Regions from separate parts of the Mus musculus genome. Here region 1 is linked to region 2. The links are chromatin contacts, called in public promoter capture Hi-C maps. All regions are on one chromosome and are shown on one strand. The core of a region is the stretch at or near the end of the contact, and the rest is flanking DNA. Distances in the headings are between cores, read along the strand shown. Region 1 holds the start of Zfp185 (zinc finger protein 185). Region 2 holds the start of Haus7 (HAUS augmin-like complex, subunit 7).

What was found. Promoter capture Hi-C pulls out the DNA fragments that hold promoters and counts their contacts.
Region 1: a promoter capture Hi-C map of hippocampal neurons shows a contact between it and region 2, with 3 times the contacts expected there. The contact joins the promoter of Zfp185 here to the promoter of Haus7 in region 2. A contact is called at or near these places in 7 of 39 promoter capture datasets (the 3T3-L1 cell line, the C10 cell line, cranial neural crest and 3 more), 2 of 115 datasets of contacts at active chromatin or transcription factors (extraembryonic endoderm stem cells and stem cell-derived neural progenitor cells) and 2 of 9 other capture datasets (adipose tissue and liver).

Annotation. Positions count from the first base shown.
Region 1 is chrX:72,985,749-72,988,705 of GRCm38.p6, forward strand. It overlaps Zfp185 (zinc finger protein 185), which reads left to right and starts at 1,591. Exons shown (of 19, transcript NM_009549.3): 1 at 1,591-1,771.
Region 2 is chrX:73,457,396-73,460,519 of GRCm38.p6, forward strand. Haus7 (HAUS augmin-like complex, subunit 7) reads right to left here and starts at 1,634. Exons shown (of 10, transcript NM_028633.3): 1 at 1,440-1,634; 2 at 579-694. The coding sequence starts at 1,544.

The DNA of each region.
Region 1 (2,957 bases), core at 341-2,840, 470 kb before region 2:
TTCTATCTCTTCCTTCTGCAAATGTCCCAGATCCTCTGGGCTGGTCTCTGTGATCCAGAGATAATCAGACAGGGCGCCAACATCCCAGAGCTCACCACTGAGAATAAAGGGTTATACACTGTCATCCGAGGGAATGGGAGAGTGAGTGCACAGAAGGAAGTGGTCAACTTGACTAGGTGGCAGGCAGGAGAGGATGACATCTAAAGATTGGGTGAGTTCAGTGGCAAGGGATATAGGAAGGGTACTGCAGAGAGTATGAGTGCAGGAACAAAGGTCTGAGGTATGAGGGCACAGAAGTAGTCAGAAGACATGGGGAAGCCGGGGAGATTACAGTGGAGTGCTGGGGTGGCTGGTCTTACAGACAGAGGTTGAACACAGTCAAACATTAGGCCTTCTAAAAGCATCTGCTTTCATTCCAACAACAACCAGAAGCTGTAGGAAAGCGCTCTAAGCAGCTAGCATCTGGTCATATACCCAGTGAAGCTGCATGCATACTGTGTGATGGCTGAAATGGGAAGGGCGATAAGTCACAGGAAAACACGACAGTGAGTAGATTTGAGGGCCACTGCTGTAAAATTGGCAACAGGACTTTAATCTTTCTTTTTTCCTTTTTTTTCTTTTCTTTCCTTTCCTTTCTTCTTCCTTCCTTCCTTCCTTCCTTTTTTTCTTTCTTTCTTTCCTTCTTTCTTTCTTTCTTTCTTCCTTCCTTCCTTCCTTTTATCTTTTCTTTTTCTTTCTTTTGTAGTCTATCATTTTGATCATTTTTTGTGCACACTGGCTTAACTCTCTCCTCTATTGAAAGGACTTCTCTGACCTCACAGTGAGGGTTAGGAGCCTTTGTTGGATGTTCGACACCCCTACTACATTCTCACACTTCGTGCCTTTCACACATTACATATCCAAAAACTGTGAATGAATGTCATTTATTAAACCGAATGTGTGTGTCTTCCGACATGCCCTGAGAGGTAGTCCTGTTTTGCCTACCTGCCGGCTCCAAAAATGACCTTCCAGGGTACAAGTTTTCCCAGGCGCCAGACAGAAGTTTCTTGCTCACTTTTTTCTCCTATGCCTGACTTCCTGCATGATCTCAGCCATCAGTCCGCACCCCCCTGCCCCCAAGCCTGGTCCTTTCCCCGCCCCTGTCTGGGATCTCCATCTGTAAAATGGATCTAGGCACAGTAGTTCTCGACAGAACTGACCCGCCAGCATCTGTGGAAGTCGTTGGCCCAGAGCCTGGCCAGATCTCGCCGGGCGCAGGCAGGGACGCCACTAGTCAGCGAGGGCCCTTCATGTGGTGGAGTCCTCCTGGCCCCAGGGCTGGGAGCCCAGAGGAATTAGCCTGGAAGTTTTCCATAGCGGCAAAACTTTTTGGAGCTCGCTCTGAGCTGGGTGAGGGGAGCCCCAGCCTTGATTTCTCCAGCAGCTCCATTGGGCGGAGCAGGGAAGGGGTGGGAGGACCGAGGACACCGGCTGGAGAATGTGCGGAATGTGCCAGGCGCATCTACCTACCCCAGGAGAGGGCAGAGGAAGGGGGCCGGCCGAGGGGAGGGGCGAGGGGCGAGGCTCCCAGCAGCCGGAGAAAACCTGTTTGTTCTCGGGCGGGCGGAGCCCAGTCCGTGCCTCTTCGTTGCCCCGCGCGCTTCCCACTGCGTACCGCTTCCCGCGCCCGCTGACGCGGCCCGGCTGGGTTCAGTGCTGCCCACCCGAGGGAGCCCGCGCACCACGCCTGTCCGACCCTCTGCCCGTCACACAAGCCGGGCACCTGTACCAGGTAGGGTTGTTGAGTCGCCGTCCTAAAGAAGTGGCTCGACCACCGGGAGGCTACAAGGAGCACCCAGTTCGTGTCCTCCTGGACACAAGCCAGGGCCTCAGTTTCCCTACCAATAATTCATACTCGCTCCAAGCATCCCTCTTCGGAATCCCGTCAGGGAGGCAGTGCCCTCGGTTTCTGCTTTTCACCGCGAGTGAAGAGACAGGCAACGTTCCTCAGAGTGTCCAACAAAAGCAGGTGGCTCTCTGGCTGGTCTAGTCCCTCTGACCTACTCATTTGTGGATGAGACCGATTGTTAGTAGACTGCCAGCGGGGATGGGGCAGGGTGAGCCTAGAATTGGTGTGTTGCAAGCATCACAGAATTCCACATCCTTAGTAAAATGTGCCCATTTTATAGATGAGGAAACTGAGGTACAGAGGCAAGCTTACTCAATAATCCCCTCACTGGCCTGGAGCCCAGAGCAAAGGGACTTAATGGTGGTTTGTGATAGACATGTACTGGTCACTGGGCGACCTCAGGGCTGGGAAGGGAGCTGCTCATACTCAGACAGAAGGCGCCGAATCAAGTGTCACTGTGGTGTTATCAGCGGGATCTGCTGTGCACAGTCTCTGTAACTGGATTGTTTGTGTGGGAGCAGGGGAGAGCCAATAGCCTCATCCTCTTTGCAACTGCTTAGTGATAGCTTGGCCTCTGAGAAAGGTTGGAAACGCAGATCCTCCTGTCGGCCATGCCACTTCCTTCTGTACTGTGGCACCTGGCAGCTCCACTGAGTAAAAGGAGAAGCCTATCAGGCCCACCTTCCCCTCCAAGGCTGTGGAGTCTATAAAGTATGTTGGGAGTTGTGTTCTCCACAAGCCATTGGTACTGACTCTTGACATTAAGGTAGGTGGTGACACCTGCTCTTGGTCTTGTCTTGCTCTCATGGTTCTTTGGATTTCTAGTCATGGGCAGGAAGCAGGTTTCCACAGGCTGATAAACCTGAATAATGGTGAGGGGCTCTGAACTGGAGAGCTGCAGTAGGAAGCTTATGAAGTTCTTATTTTCCCATGGCCTCAACTGGCTCTTCTGCACAAACAGTGCCAGTTTGGGTGGGTGCCAACAGATCTCCAGGGTACAGGTACAACTTACTGGAGGCCTTTCGAGAATGTGCTGTCCATCGCCTTCAGCCCACTCACTACAAGATTG
Region 2 (3,124 bases), core at 384-2,883:
CTGATGACTTGGCTGTGCAGCCCTGGCCTTCAGGGTTAAGCACACAGATAAGCTCAACAATGAGGCTCTCGAGTAAGCATCTGGCCTTGAGAGCTCCTAGCTGGACAGAACTGGTTCCACAGAAAACTGCAAGGAAAAACTCCAACAACTTCCATTCCACTGAAAAGGCCTAGGCTGTCCTAGAAGCACTGCCCTCAGGATGGACTAAGAAAAACCTCTGTTCTTTGCAAGTTGGGGTAGAAAAGAAGGGAAACAATCTAGAAGGCCCGTTTCTGTCACTGGGTTTCTGGGCAACGTCCCTCTCTGATCATCAGGTGCTGTCCAAGCTGACAGTAATCAGAGCTCAGTGACAAGAACCACATCATATAGCCTCAACACAATCAAAAGCCCAGGAGGCCTGGTGCAGAAAGGGCTTTCATTAAAGTCCATCTTGTACTGCCAGGGCCACCTCCCCACCATCTTGGTCATGGCTCAGTTAGCTTTCCTGGAGCTGGCTTGGTTATGGGACCCTCTAAAATGACACATTCCCATCTCCCCCAGAAGACACTTCATGGAAAGGAAAGAACAAAGAGCATTACCGTATACACATCCATTCCAGTATGTCCAACCGGTACTTTGAGGGCCTACACAGCAGCTCCATAATTGTCTTTGGTTCTGTAATATACAGGCCGTCGAGGAAGGGGCAGTTTACACCCTAAACAAGGAAAAGGCAAGTCAGAGGAAGCCGGTTACTGTGGGGTGGCTAAGCATTTCTATCAGTTTGTGCCCCTTCCTGGCCTTGTCAAAAGTTCAAGTCCCTCATCTTCACCCTACATTTGCTCCTGTGACTTGCTGCCCCACCACTTTTAAGTGTGTTCCCTCTGGGTTTCACGGCCATAAAACTAGGAACATGCCTGAGAATGGGTTAAGAAGACTACGATTAAATCTGAGGGGCAGTGGAGGGAGACTGAAAGTGATCACTGAGTCAGTAGCAAGGGGAGATGGGAGGGAGGTTAGCAAGGGGTTCAATGGGCCTGGGATAGCTCCCTAACTTTACACGGTCATGCTCCTCACTGCTGCATGTACCTTAAACCCACCTGGAGGTCACTGTCTCTGACCCAACAAAACGGCAAGGTGTTCAGCCCATCTGTCCCCTCAAACCCAACTCCACCCACTTCCAGCTCTTTGAGATTGGGGCCCGCGTTCTCCATTTTTCATGGGCTCCAAGTCCCCAGCCTCAATCTTGCAATGGTCTGTTGGAACAGCACGAGCAGAGGTCCGAGGACTCCAAAGACCTAAGACAGATGGTCCGCAAGTCGCCCCCCCCCCCAAAGCTTTGCCAGGGCCTGCCACTGTGGACCCCTGTGGTGCGGTCAATGTCCACAGGAAGCTCCAAATGGCACTGGGACGGGGCCCCACCTGGTCCCCTATCAAGGAGCGGTTCCCCTGGCTCACAGTACCTTCAGCTTCTCGAACACCTCTACAGCTGCCTTGACCACGCAGTCATCACCCACATCTTTGTAGTAGCTGTCATCAGACCCGGCACCGGCACCCTCCTCCGCCATGTTTCGCGCTCTGAACTACAACTGGTTCACGCCCCCCAAGCTTACAGGCCGCCGCCACACTGCTAAAAGCTCACCAGTTTCTTAGGTCTCTCCGCCCACCAACCCGCGCGGCAGGAGCGAAGCCAACCATCGGGACGGGCGTCACAAAGGCCCACCCTCTTTTCCAACAAGCCTTCCCATTGGGCTGCCGCTCTGTCACTGCCTGCGCGCACCTCAGGGAGCAGGGTGCAGAGAAGAGGGTTGGGCGAGGATAGGACAGAGGCGGGCTAAAGGCGGGGCTGGAGGGGAGAGGCAGAGAGGAGGAGGCGGGCCGAGTAGGACTTAACCAAAAGCTGAGTAGCTCCTTTTAGAGGCAGAAGTGAGGGACTCAAAGAGGTCGGGCTCATCCAGGAGGAGGCGCTCCTACCTTGTTCAGGTTCTCTTTGGCAGTAGATGGATCCTGACTGATGAAGGCAAGCTTTGATAGAAAAACTAAGACCATTTCTCGGCCCAAAGTTCTGTCTTGTCTCCTTTGCACACAAAGTCAGAGGGAAAGTTCTTAAATTCAAATCTGGCTCTGCCAATCACAGGCTGTGTGACTTTTGTTTTGGTTTGTGTGGTCTGTTTTGTTTGGAGAACTTTGAACCAGGATTTGGCTTTGTAGCCCAGACTGACTTCAAACTTGTGATCCTCCTGCCTCAGCCTTCAATGCACTGTGATAACAGGTAAGCATTACCACACCCAGAAAACTTTGGGCCAGTTACCTAACCTCTCTGTGCTTCCTTGCCCTCAAATAAATGTTGGATAATGAGAGCACCTACTTCATTGGTTTACAAATGAAGATGAAAAGAAGCAATCATTTCTATGAAATTCCTAAGGTGAAGTCTGACAGGTAAATGTTCATTGTTATCATTATGCTGACCAGGCCCCACATCTCCATCCTACCTTTGGCTTTCATGGATGCTCTTGTGTCTCATTCCCACTCAGTCCGCTTAAAAATCTCTCTGTAGCCGGTTGTGGCGGCACACGCCTGTAATCCCAGCACTTGGGAGGCAGAGGCAGGCGGATTTCTGAGTTTGAGACCAGCCTGGTCTACAGAGTGAGTTCCAGGACAGCCAGGGCTACACAGAGAAACCCAAGAAACCCTGTCTCAAAAAAAAAAAAAAAAAACTCTGTATCTCAGATTCAGTGAGAGGCCCTGTTTCAAAAAGTAAGATGTCTCAGCCATTAAGAAATCTTAATGGCTGGTGCTCTTGCAGAAGACCCAGGTTTAGTTCCCAGTACCCATGTGGCAGGTCACAACCAGCTATAACTCCTGTTCCAGAAGACCCAAAGCCCTCTTCTAAACTCCTTGAACACAGCATGCATATGGTGCATAGACATAAATGCAAATAAAGACGCATGCACATAAAAATAAATATTTAAAAATAATGTAGAGAACAACTGAAAAAGATACCCAACAATGACCTTTGGCCTGTATACTCTCACATACTCTTCCCATATATATGTGTGGGAACGCGCACACACACACACACACACACACACACACATAGGGAGAGTTGTTGCTAGCAGGCAACTGAAGTCCTCTAACTGGAGAGGTC